Regions from separate parts of the Mus musculus genome. Here region 2 is linked to region 1. Evidence: chromatin contacts called from public HiChIP or PLAC-seq data. All regions are on one chromosome and are shown on one strand. The core of a region is the stretch at or near the end of the contact, and the rest is flanking DNA. Distances in the headings are between cores, read along the strand shown.

Evidence for each region. HiChIP or PLAC-seq counts read pairs in DNA pulled down with a chosen protein or histone mark.
Region 2: a contact with region 1 is called in an H3K27ac HiChIP or PLAC-seq map of heart atrium, with 5 read pairs. The contact joins two enhancer-like sites. A contact is called at or near these places in 2 of 115 datasets of contacts at active chromatin or transcription factors (heart atrium and neural progenitor cells).

The regions. Positions count from the first base shown.
Region 1 is chr10:56,535,228-56,540,932 of GRCm38.p6, reverse strand. No RefSeq gene overlaps it. Among named protein-coding and RNA genes, the nearest start is that of Gm36595, 110 kb to the right of the region's middle. Within about 2 kb of position 3,687, at least 22 of the 459 cell types and tissues checked have an H3K27ac peak or open chromatin away from gene starts, as enhancers often do. A contact at or near this core is called in heart atrium, where this site is marked.
Region 2 is chr10:57,110,779-57,116,427 of GRCm38.p6, reverse strand. No RefSeq gene overlaps it. Among named protein-coding and RNA genes, the nearest start is that of Gm40652, 3.6 kb to the left of the region's middle. Within about 2 kb of position 2,852, at least 5 of the 459 cell types and tissues checked have an H3K27ac peak or open chromatin away from gene starts, as enhancers often do. A contact at or near this core is called in heart atrium, where this site is marked.

The DNA of each region.
Region 1 (5,705 bases), core at 2,438-4,937:
AATAATTCTATTTCAAGACTATCCCACGCACAGTCTATGCTTAGCCATAACCCTAGACTTGCTTTCCCCAAAATCTATAGCACTATCTCTTCCCTTTTTTTGTGAAAACCAGGAAGGATTCAGGGCTGACCAGATGGCTCAAACATGTCACCAAGCCTGAGGACCTAAAGTCAATCCCTAAACACCTCAAGCTAGAAAGATAATATCAGGAAAGTTATCCTTAGCCCACCATAGGTAAGCTATGGCACATGCTCAACCCTCTAACATGCAAATAAGTAATTTTTTTTTTAATTCAAAATAGTCTCTGACACTACCAAATATCCCTCTCGGAATAAGATTCTCCCTTTCTTTTCTGATTTCCACTTGATATTAGTCATGGATTGGTGCTGAGATCAAGCCCAGTCTACCATGACTTTTGTTAAATGCTATGCATGCACTCTTTCTTTTGGAGTAACCCCAAGAGTTTGCCTACAACCCTTTTGCAATGTCATCTGCAATAAGCACAAAGACCTAACTCGTCACAGGTCTGGTGTGCATGCAGTATAGCAGGGCACTCTGTAAACTTAATACCAGGCAGGCTCAGACTTGGCTTGACTTTTCGTTGGTTAATTGGTTGGTTGGTTTTATGAGACCAAGTTTCGCTTTGTAGTTCAGGCTGAGCTCAAATTCACAATCTGCCTGCCTCTGCCTCCCTCCCAAGTGCTGGAAATACAGGTAGAGCCCACCATGCCTGGCTCTGCTTTCAAGTTTTACAACAGCAACAGCTCAACTCCTTGCCAAAACTAGAAGAAGGAAAAAAAAAAGTGGTGCTTTTTAAAGGAACACTGTGACAGAGGCTCTTAAGGCTTTCCACTCCTGTATCCCAAGGGAAAGCACTGGAAACATGGTTAACCACAGGGCAGCGGTGAGGCACAACAAAGTCAACAACAGCTCCTTTTCTCCCCTTGTAATTCTGCCCCAGCCTATGCGCTGATAGATGGAGAAGAATGTGGGATTATCAGCAAAACTTCAACCAAGTAGCTATTCATTGTCTCATTACCCTATATTAGGTAGGGTACTTACCCTAAGTTCCCTACATTGTCTAATTAATTATGTAAGTCCAAAAGAGTCCTAAGGACCAGTGGCTGGGCCTAGGCTCCACCTCCTTGTGACACTGTGTAACTCACTTATGGGATTTTAGGAATCCATTCCCCATCACTCAGACTGAGTATCTGAAGATCTTACCTACCAAGGGAAAAATGCTTCCAGCGCAGCAGCCAAGGCCTGTGAGCCCAGCTCCGGACACAGAGGCAGGAGGATAACTGCAATGTTGAGGCCAGCCTCAGCTGTATAACAAGACCTTGTATTAAACAAATAAATAAAGTGGGGGCATGATGGCACATTCCTTTGATTCCAGGCAGAAGCAGGGGGAACTCTGTGAAGGCCAAGATAGCCTGGTCTACAAAGGGAGTTCCAAGACAGCCAGGATTATTATAAAGAGAAACCCGGTCTAAAAAAAAAAAAAGCAAGCAAAAAAACAAACAAATAAAGAATAAAAACTTCCAATGAGGAAGATAGTTCTGTTCCACTTAAGTAGAAACAGAAAAGATACTGACTCTACATCATATCCAAGAGACAAAAATGGTTCCAACAAGGCAACTATGCCCTACAGTATGAGATTCTGGATGCTGACTTTCCTCCTTCCCTAACTGGGGATGAAGTTCTTAGCCTCAGTGACCGGCTTGACCATCCTTGAAAGACACTTTGCCATCTAGTTCCTTCCCACTGCCATGGTTCCAGTAATTCCCCTTGCCGTTCAATGGCATCTTCCCTCCTAACCAGTCTCCGCCTCTGCTTGAAAGCTTCAAAAACTAACTGGACTGTCATGTGCACTTCCCCGGGATATCTCTGAGCCACCTAGACCTTAGCGTTCACAAATATATCAGGAACCCTGTGTCTTGGAGTGTCAACGCTTACTTTGCTCTACATGAGACACCTGGCCCATGACTGAGATCTGCACTGATACAATCCCCTAAGGAAGCAGGACAAGGAAGCAATGGGCAGGTGTTGTGGATGAAGCAACACTGCACACTGTGATAATTACTGAGTTTGAGAACAGGGAGTGGGGAGGTGGGGGATGCCTTCGATCTATTATATTAATGGTTGGAATTTTCCATAATGAACCGTTTTAAAGAATCACAGAATAGGAGCCAGAGAATCTGCTGTTCAGCAGGCTCTTGGTTATGATTCCTACCAACCACATAGTTGGAAAATGCTTGCTCCAGACCCTGTGAAGCCTCCTACTTGCTCTGGAGAGCATGAGGTTTGCACGTAGCTTGGATCATACGTTCTTTCCTCATTCTTCCTCGTAAACATCTGCGTGATAATTTCTCATCACAAGTCCCTGCCACATTCTTTGAATCCTTTCCACTCTGATTTCCCCCAGAGGATTTTCTGTTTTTAAGGTTGGCTTATTTGCTTCTAGTTTTGTGTGTGTTGGCATGCACACAGGTGCCTAGAGAGGCCAGAAGAGGGCGTCGGATCCCCTGGAACTGGTGTTACAGGTGGTTGCGAGCCACCTGATGAGTGCATGAAACCTGGGTCCCCTCTAAGTATTTGGGGTGAGCCAACTCCACCTGAGGTATTGCTTTGTTGTTGTTGTTGTTGTTTGTTTGTGACTAAGGATAGAGACTAGCCCATCTTGGTGTTCTGCTTCATGCTAGTGTGGTGCTCTACATCTTCTTTAATAACTGGATAATTTTCTTCCAAGCCTTTGGCCAGTGCCATTGCAAGGAACACAGCTAACAATATACTGTCACATAATTACAGAGTGCCCTCGGACAACAAGATAAAGAGGGAACATACCTTTCAGGTCACCGGGAACATCCCCTCTGGTTTTGTACCGTTCTTAGTTTATAGAACAGACGGACCAAGTGAGTCTCTCCTGGAAACTGTCCCATTAGATTGTTGCAACAAAAGTTTCGTTTGCCCTGAAATCTTTTTCTTAAGCTTACTGACTCCTACAATGTGAGATGCCCACCCTGGGAAAGAAGCAAGAGAGCTTAGCCTGCTGCTTATTTTCCCCCCAAGGTGTTGGTCATGAGAAACAATTTGTATCAGCCAAGTGTCAGCCAGGCCACCTCAGCAAGATCCATAAACACACAGACACTCTGGAGCCAAATATTCCAAACACTGGCACCTCTGCAGGCCGCTTTTCCCATGCAGACGCTTTGCTTTGCTCGTTTTGTGTTTTGTTTTGTTTACTATTATTAAGTAGTAAATGTGCTATGTTTAGCAACAAAGTAACGGGGCTGTGAATAAAAGTCCACTCCAGTAACAATACTCATCTGAATAGTGTCTGAGAAATGCCTTCTTCCTTAATTCTTTCATTTGTGATACCTTGGTGATATTGAAGGAAGGGTTAAACACCAGCCTTGCCTTGCCGCTCACAGTGTGGTCCACAACCCGGGGCACATATATTCACATCACTTCAGGGCTTGTTGGAAATGCAGACAATAGAGACAGAAACCGTGTTTTAAAATAGACTTCCAGGGATGCCAGTTCCTACCAAATTAACTTTGGAATCCTGCTACAACAAATTACTACAAATTTAGTAACTTAAGGCAAAATAAATGTGGTTTGTTACAGTGTGTGAGTCAGAAGCTCCACACAGCTCCTACTGGGCTAAACTGAAGCTGTCTCGGACAATGTTTCCTTTTCTGACACCATCCGGCAGAATTCTTCCCTTACTTCTCCCCTTCCAAGGAGCTAGCCCCTCTTTAGTCCCTGATTCCCTCCCCCCAGGGTTGCAATTCTCACACTATTCTTCCACAGTTCTACATTATTCTTGTTGTTGATACAGGTTCTCATGCCTCTGTCCCTGACTGGCTTCAGACTTGCTCTGAAGCTGAGAATAAACTTGACTTTTTAATCCTTCTGTCTCCACCTCTTAAGCATTGCGATTACAAGTACACATCACTGTGTATACATTATGGGCTGCTGAATGTGACGGAAGCCATGGCTCTGTTGCATGCTAGACAAACACTCTACCCACTGAGCTGGACCCCTCCAGACACGATCTTATTTCATCTGACCCAGAATTCATGCAGGAAAAGTCCTTCACTTAAAAATTTCAATGTGTATCTACTATATATGTGCAAGGAGGCCTAGGTCCAGCTGTGTATATTCTCCAGACTCTGAAAGCTCCAAGAGTCTAAGTTAGTTGACTGTTAGTCTTCCTGTGGAGTTCCTATCCCCTTCAGGACCTAGTAGGAGAGGAAAGTGCCTAGCCTCACAGAGACTTGAAGTGTCAGGGTATGGGGGGACAGCCAGGGGAGGGTCCCTACACAGAGGAAGGGGAATGGAGGAAGGATTGTGGGAGGAGGTGACCAGGAGAGGGGGCAGTGTGCATGATGTAAAGTGATATATATATATATATATATATATATATATATATGATTAAAATGGGGTTTTTTTCCTATGTAATTGATTAGACAGGGCTCACTGATTATCCAGGATAACCCTGTGTCTTCAAAAACCCTTGCCTGGTTTTGAAAGAGATTTTTTTTTTTTTTTTTTTTGCTAAGCCATGTAGCCTACTCACTGGTCCCAGGATTTGGGTGTAGACATCTTTGGGGATCACTATTGTCCCTATCATGCACACAGTGCTATTTGAGAAGCTCCAGTCCCACAACTTTAAAAAAAAAAAAAAAGAAAAGAAAGAAAGAAAGAAATAGTTTTTTTAATCTGTTGTTGACTGCATTCTTCTTGTTATGAGCTGAACTATGTCCCCTGAAAAATCTGTTTGTCAAAATCGGAACCCCCTAGTACCTCAGGATGTGACTTTACTGAGAGAGACTTTAGAGATAAAGAAGGTAAAATGAGACCATCTGGGTGAGCCCTATTCCATGTGACTTGTGTTGTTACAAGAAGGGATGGGGCACAGGCAAAGTAGCATATTATGCCTTTAATTCTAGTGATAAAAAGGAAGAAGCGGGTGGATGTCTGTGACTTTGGGGCCAGTGTGGTCTACATAGTAAGCTGCAGTCCAGCCAGAAATATATAATACCCCGATTCTGAAAGTAAATAAACAGGTAAATAAATAAGCAAATAAATAAGAAGGGATGCACAAAGAGCCAAAGGATCACTTGCATTAATTGTTCATGTGCCAAGGACAAAACCCTAAAAAGAAACAAAGCTTACCAACAGCTGGACCTTGAGCCTGCAATGTCCAGAACGATAAGAAAATAAGCTCCTACTTTTTCAAGGCACCTCGCCTCTGTGCTTTGTTCTCTTCTCCTGGCCTAAGTTATATCCCAGTGCCTTGCAAACTACGTTGCAGCAATCACACTGATATCTCACCATCCCTGTTGCTTCGTTGTCCTAGACTGATGTCCTTCTGACCCCATTTAGTCACTCCAGTCTCTTCCTGTTCTTCACTTGGACATGACCCAGAACAAACTCATCCTACCTGTCTTGCTTCTGTGACTCAGACTATGGGAAGCACCGGTTAGCCCTTCTTAGCACGTCTCACATTCTTACCTCTTCTTCCTCAAGTCCCCGCTGCTTTTCCCAGAACTGCATGCCTACAATTAGTCGTTTCTTCTTTCTCTAGAAGGCTCACCATCTCCTTCACCAACCCATTCTCTAGAAGCCCTAAGCTTCTGGAAACAGTGGTCCATATTTAGCCTCTGAAGCCTCTGTACCAATCCCTTCACATCTCCAAG
Region 2 (5,649 bases), core at 1,603-4,102, 580 kb before region 1:
ACCCACAGAGGCCAGAGGATACCTTGCAGCTCGAGTTACAGGTGGTTGTAAGCCACTGAGCATAGGTTCTGTAAAACAAACTGAGATACTTAGCAAGTGCTCTTCGCTGCTGAGGGTCCTCTCGCTCACTTAAGTACCTTTGAAAAGTGAGCAGAAGTGGGCTAAGCACCATATTGCACGGCGAACAGCATGCAAATGTCGGAGGTCCAACACTTCCAATGTCAAAATAATTTATTTTCCTACTAAGCATTGTTAACGCCTATGTTTTTGTTGGGAGTATTTCTAGTTGGAACATATATAGAAGAAGAGACATACAGGTTTGTTAGTCATTTTCTGACAGGAAGTATTTCTTTAGAACAGGTAGGATCACTTTTGTTAGTTGAAAATCTTTCTTGCCTTAGAACAATGGGGTCTCAGTCTTCCAGAGCTGCAACCCTTTAATACAGCCTCCTCATGCAGTGGTGACCCCCAACCATAAAATCATTTGCATTGCTACTTCATAACTGTAATTCTGCTACTGTTTTGAATTGTAAATATCTGATATGCAGTATATCTAGTATGTGACCCCTGTGAAAGGGTCATTTTACCTCCAATGGGATTGTGACCTACTGTCGAGAAGCAATGCCTTGGATCCTTTCATGTGGCTCCTTCTGGGACAACCACAGAGTTTTATTAATAAATACTTATCTCATGCAATCAAAACTCTTTGGGTAAAAACAGGTGAGATCTTATACATTTTTCATCTTGACAGAGAAAAGAAAAAATCAACATGTTTAAATTTTTAGGGTTTTTAAATTAAGTACTCTTAGAAAATACATGTGACATCACTTTTCCTGTCTCACCTTCCTCGTCTGTAAAGAATAGACAAGTAGGGACTTTGGTCCCCAAGGTATTGCCAAGAGAAGTATTATTATTTTTTTTTGTATTTGATGGTGCTTGTATATTTTTTCTAGCTATCAGAGGCTTATGTTCATCTTTGTTTTAGAGACTCTACTTTTAAACAAGTTTTCTGGCATTAATTAATGGCAGAAATTCATTGATTTCTGGCATTAATTAAGTAATAATTTAATAGTTCATGGAGATAAGATGATGTTAAATGTGTTAAATATTGTTAGCATGTTGAGAGGTGAGTGATAAAATACTATATGTAATTTATCTGGTCTGTGTTTGGCTTAATACTGGCATGTCATGGTTAGGTGTTCACGCTTTATCGCTTCCTGAAGTGGATGGAAATTATATTCTCTTACTTGTATCTCCAAAACATACCACCTTACAGCAAAAGACAGAATGCTGACATCTCGATGACAGGAGGAATGGTCTGTGTGAGCGATAACAGGCACAGCCCTGTTCCCAGACCCTGAATTTTATCTTCCGGGGTGTCACCTCACCTACGTTCTATAGCTTTGCTGGGCAAATTCTAAAATGACTGTTCTGTCAGCCTTTTCATGTGACGAGGACATCCAGATTGCCACAGTTGCCAAATACAGAAAATGTCATTTGCAATAGTTTCAAAGTCATTTCTGCTCTGACTCAGCTGTGACCAATGACATGCACAGAGACATGTGAGAACCTTGACGCTTGTCCTGAGAAGATACACACTTTCTAAAGAAAGAAAACTATTTTGAAACTTCTGAAGGTGACAGCTTTTCCTGTTCACACTCAGCAAACACATTAGTTGGATTCTTTTGATTATCAATTAGTAACTTGTTTTCTGGTACTGCAGGCATTGATGCTGTTTTTAGCATTAAAATGTCTGTGGGCAAAGTGGAATTTAGTATGCTTTAGGCATTATGATTACTACTCTGTGGGCAATATCCTTGCAACTATTATAATTAATAAATTTTTAACCATGAAGAGGTTCAGGCCTCATGAAGAGGTTCACTTAAAATTAATAAAATAAAGGGTTGGATCATACTACTTTCTAAGACATTTCCTATTTCACATTTCACATCATTGAATTCTTGGACTGAAGAGCTCATAAGGCATGTGAGGCCATAGTCATGAGCTTTAAGACACTTTCATCTAAGTGGTAGCATTCTAAGATCCTAGTTTTGATTTTTTTGTTTCACTAAGAGGCTATGTTGATTTCTGATATAGAAGAAAGCAAGAATACTGTGGGAAAGGTTAAAAAATCACCATAATACTGATATAAACCAGTGAACTAGACTTAATATGAGATTGTTCTAAGTCGAGTTAAAAAAATGTAATTTTGAAATGTAAGACAAATTATTTTATACCATAGAAATGCAACAAGCTTAGATGTCTTTACTCTGATTCTGAAACAGGAAAGTGTAGTTATAGAATTATATTAGCTAATATGACTTCCTCTTCATGTTTATTTTAGCAGAATATACTGTGTAAGGGCTCTGTAGTTATTATTAGCTCTAGTAGCAAGACTTCAGGAGTTCATATTGCTGCTCTGAAACCTTGCCTTCACCAGGTACCAGTCAGCAGGTTACTCTCCTCGTGACTCAGTTTCCTTACCATTAGAATGGGAATCATACAAGTACCTATTGTGTTGTGATTGAATCATTTAATCACTTTAAATGTTTAAGATGGTGATCAATAAATACTGTCTCTTGTAATAATGAATCCTGAAATTAAAAATGGAAGAAAATAAATTGGGGGTACAGATGCTTGACTTGAGAGATATTTTCAATCTAGAGTCCAAGAATATATCTTGAGGTGTCTGTGTTAAGTAGAGTTCATGGGAATTGTCAGAGACACTGAAGCATTTCACACAGCTGCAGGAGAAGAGCCAAGACTTCCAGCTAGCTCTAAAGATAGACCATCAGCCTGCATAGAATTTGTCTCATGCACATTTACAAGTCAGGCATAATGTGACACATTCATCAAGCCTTTTTAGAGGGTAAATAGAGGGTATGCTGACAGCAGTATTAATTGTTTGGTCATGAGGCTGTAGCCCATATCAAATCTTTGGTGTCTGAAACCGGATCACCCTGATTCCGGTCACCAGGAAACTGGTTCCAATCTTTTCTTGTCCTCCACAGTGGGGGAATTGAGGCTATGTTAAGTTCAAGTAGTACATGGCCAGCACATTTTCATTTGAGTAGGGTGAGAGAGATATTTCCAGTGTCCCAGTATGGAATGAAATGCATAAGATAGTAGCTCATGGCCATGCAATTGCCCAAAACACAAGAAGGGAAGGCAAAAGCTGAATGTAATTTTCTGGGCAGGGGATCACAGTCATTCTGAACTCCTTAAAGAATGGAAGACTAAGACACGTAAAGACAACTAATAAAAATGGACCACTTTCAGGGGGACTTGAACTCAGGAACTTAAAAGGAAAAGTCTTTGGCAATTTTTTTACAGTGCTGTCAGAGAGAGCAGTGGTCAAACACTCTTCGGCTTCTTGATTTTCTCCTTGTATCAAATATATTTGTCCTGACAGCTCCACGACTTCAACTCATTGTATTCCTCTTGGTTAGGTCAAAGTAATTGAACATAGCTGGAAAAGAAATACACTACCTGACTAATGGGTTTCAATTTAAACTCACAATAGTTTTACAAATGGACATGCTGTGCTGTCTTACCATCCTGAGATGGTGTCCCAAAGGGTTCACTTGCCTTTGTGCCCACTCTACCCCCATTCTGGTCCTTTTTGCTTGTCTGCTGGCTGTTTTTGTTTTGTTTTTGCCACGGACTGGGCCTAGTCAGGCCCCCCTCAATCTGTGGGAAATCAGGAGTTCCAGCAGGTGGACACGGAGTTGGCGAGAGGGGAGGTGACAAACAGACATGACACAAGGGAGTGTGGATCTAAATGTATTGTCCAAAGGAACACCAGACTTTTTTATACAGAGGAAAAACAAAAAAAAACCCAGGCGAACACATCTGCCAAGTTACATTGACACAAAACAAACAAACAAACAAACAAACAAACAAACAAACAAATAAATAAATAAATAAATAAAATAAAAAGAATGCATACATAAAAAGATGCCCAGGACCAGGCCATGCTTACCACTTAAAATGGAGCCAGGTGAATGCTCTGATGCAATGCTAGTCTCTTGTTAAACCCACCACCAGCGGTTCTTTAGTAAATACCTGATTATGCTATTCCTCTGGGCCTAATGAAGAAACCTGTACCAGGGGAATTCCCTTCCACTAACTTTCCTATTTGCTAGGACATTGTGTATTCCTGTGTTTGGGTGTGACTCAGCTATTGTCCTATGTAATTACTATGTAGACCAGCCCTGAGCTTTCCTAGCTCTGTACTTTGTAATGTCTGATTATTTTCACTGTCTCTACTAGAAGTGAATTTGAATATTACTGAATAGATAATATTCTTACTGAATTCCAAGCTCACTGTAGATTTCAAGGATTTTCTAGGAACCATTGGAACACTGGTGGGGGCTTAGCTATGTCAAAAACCAATCCTTAAAGGCACTTATAATAAAACAATACTGAAAGAGAACATACACCAGCCTAACTCGGGGTCAGGGTTTGAGTATATGGGCTATGGAAATGCCAAGGTTTCAGGAGGCAAAGTTTCCTTGAAACTCTTTGCCTCGTGACTGCTTTCAGGCCCTTAGACCTACCAAGCAGACTGCACTGGAGTGGACATAGCAGGTTTTGTTGTATGTTTTTTTTGTTTTATTTTTTACTAAACAAACAAACATGAAGCCCTGTGCCAGAACACCCTCTTCTTCCCAAGCAAGCTAGACACCATGTCTGTGCACATCTCTCACCTCATTTTTCCATCTCTGCTTTTTCTGCTTGTTCCATCCCAAGCTTAGCTCTCAATTCCTGCCCATCTCTCCTATGTTAGCCTAGTGTTCCTTTCTATTGGGTTTCCCAGCCCTGAATTATAATCTTAAAATTTTGCTTACCCCTCCCAACAACAATCTACTGACCATTACTCTATTCCCTTCTATATCAAGACTTCTTGAAGGAGTTAATGTACTCTGCGTTTCATTCCAGAAAGTCTCCTTCTCTGATGTTCTAAAAATGCTCTAACTGCTGTGACAGTGATGAGTTCAATGATGCCTGCTCCCCTAGCTACACTGTGTATGTCTCCCCAACCTCTCCTTGCTTTCTTGCACCTTGGTGCCCACATCACTTCAACTTTCTTTGCCAACCTGTCTTTCTTTCTTACAACTTACAGTTTTGGTGTACACCCTTCTTCCAGTCTTGGGTGTGGCTCCTTCTTGCTTAACTTAGATTCCAGGAAATACCATGATTTTATACTCTGATAAATACCACTTTTATAGCTCCTACACTCTCCCCAAAATTTGGTGTCTATACCTAATGGTAGAGTTGGCATGCACCTTTGGTACATCAGGATTTCAATGTCCTTGAGCATTTTTATTAATGTATCTTTTCTTGTTCCCACATTTGTTTGTCCATTCTCATAGATACATGCATTAATCCAGGTAGAAAAAGCCAGACCTTTCAGCCAGGCTTCATTGTTTTCCTTTCATGATTCATATCATCTCCACCAACTGCCATAATCAAAGGGTCTTTTCCTTCTCTATCATTGGATAGAACTGATACCTGATTATTGCAGATATTATGTGGGCTGTATCAGAACAACAATTTAGACCAGAACTTTTGCCTTTGGAAGGTTTCGGATTTGCTATTTATATATTGTAATTTGGGGCAGGAAGTAGTCAAGAAATTTATCTATTC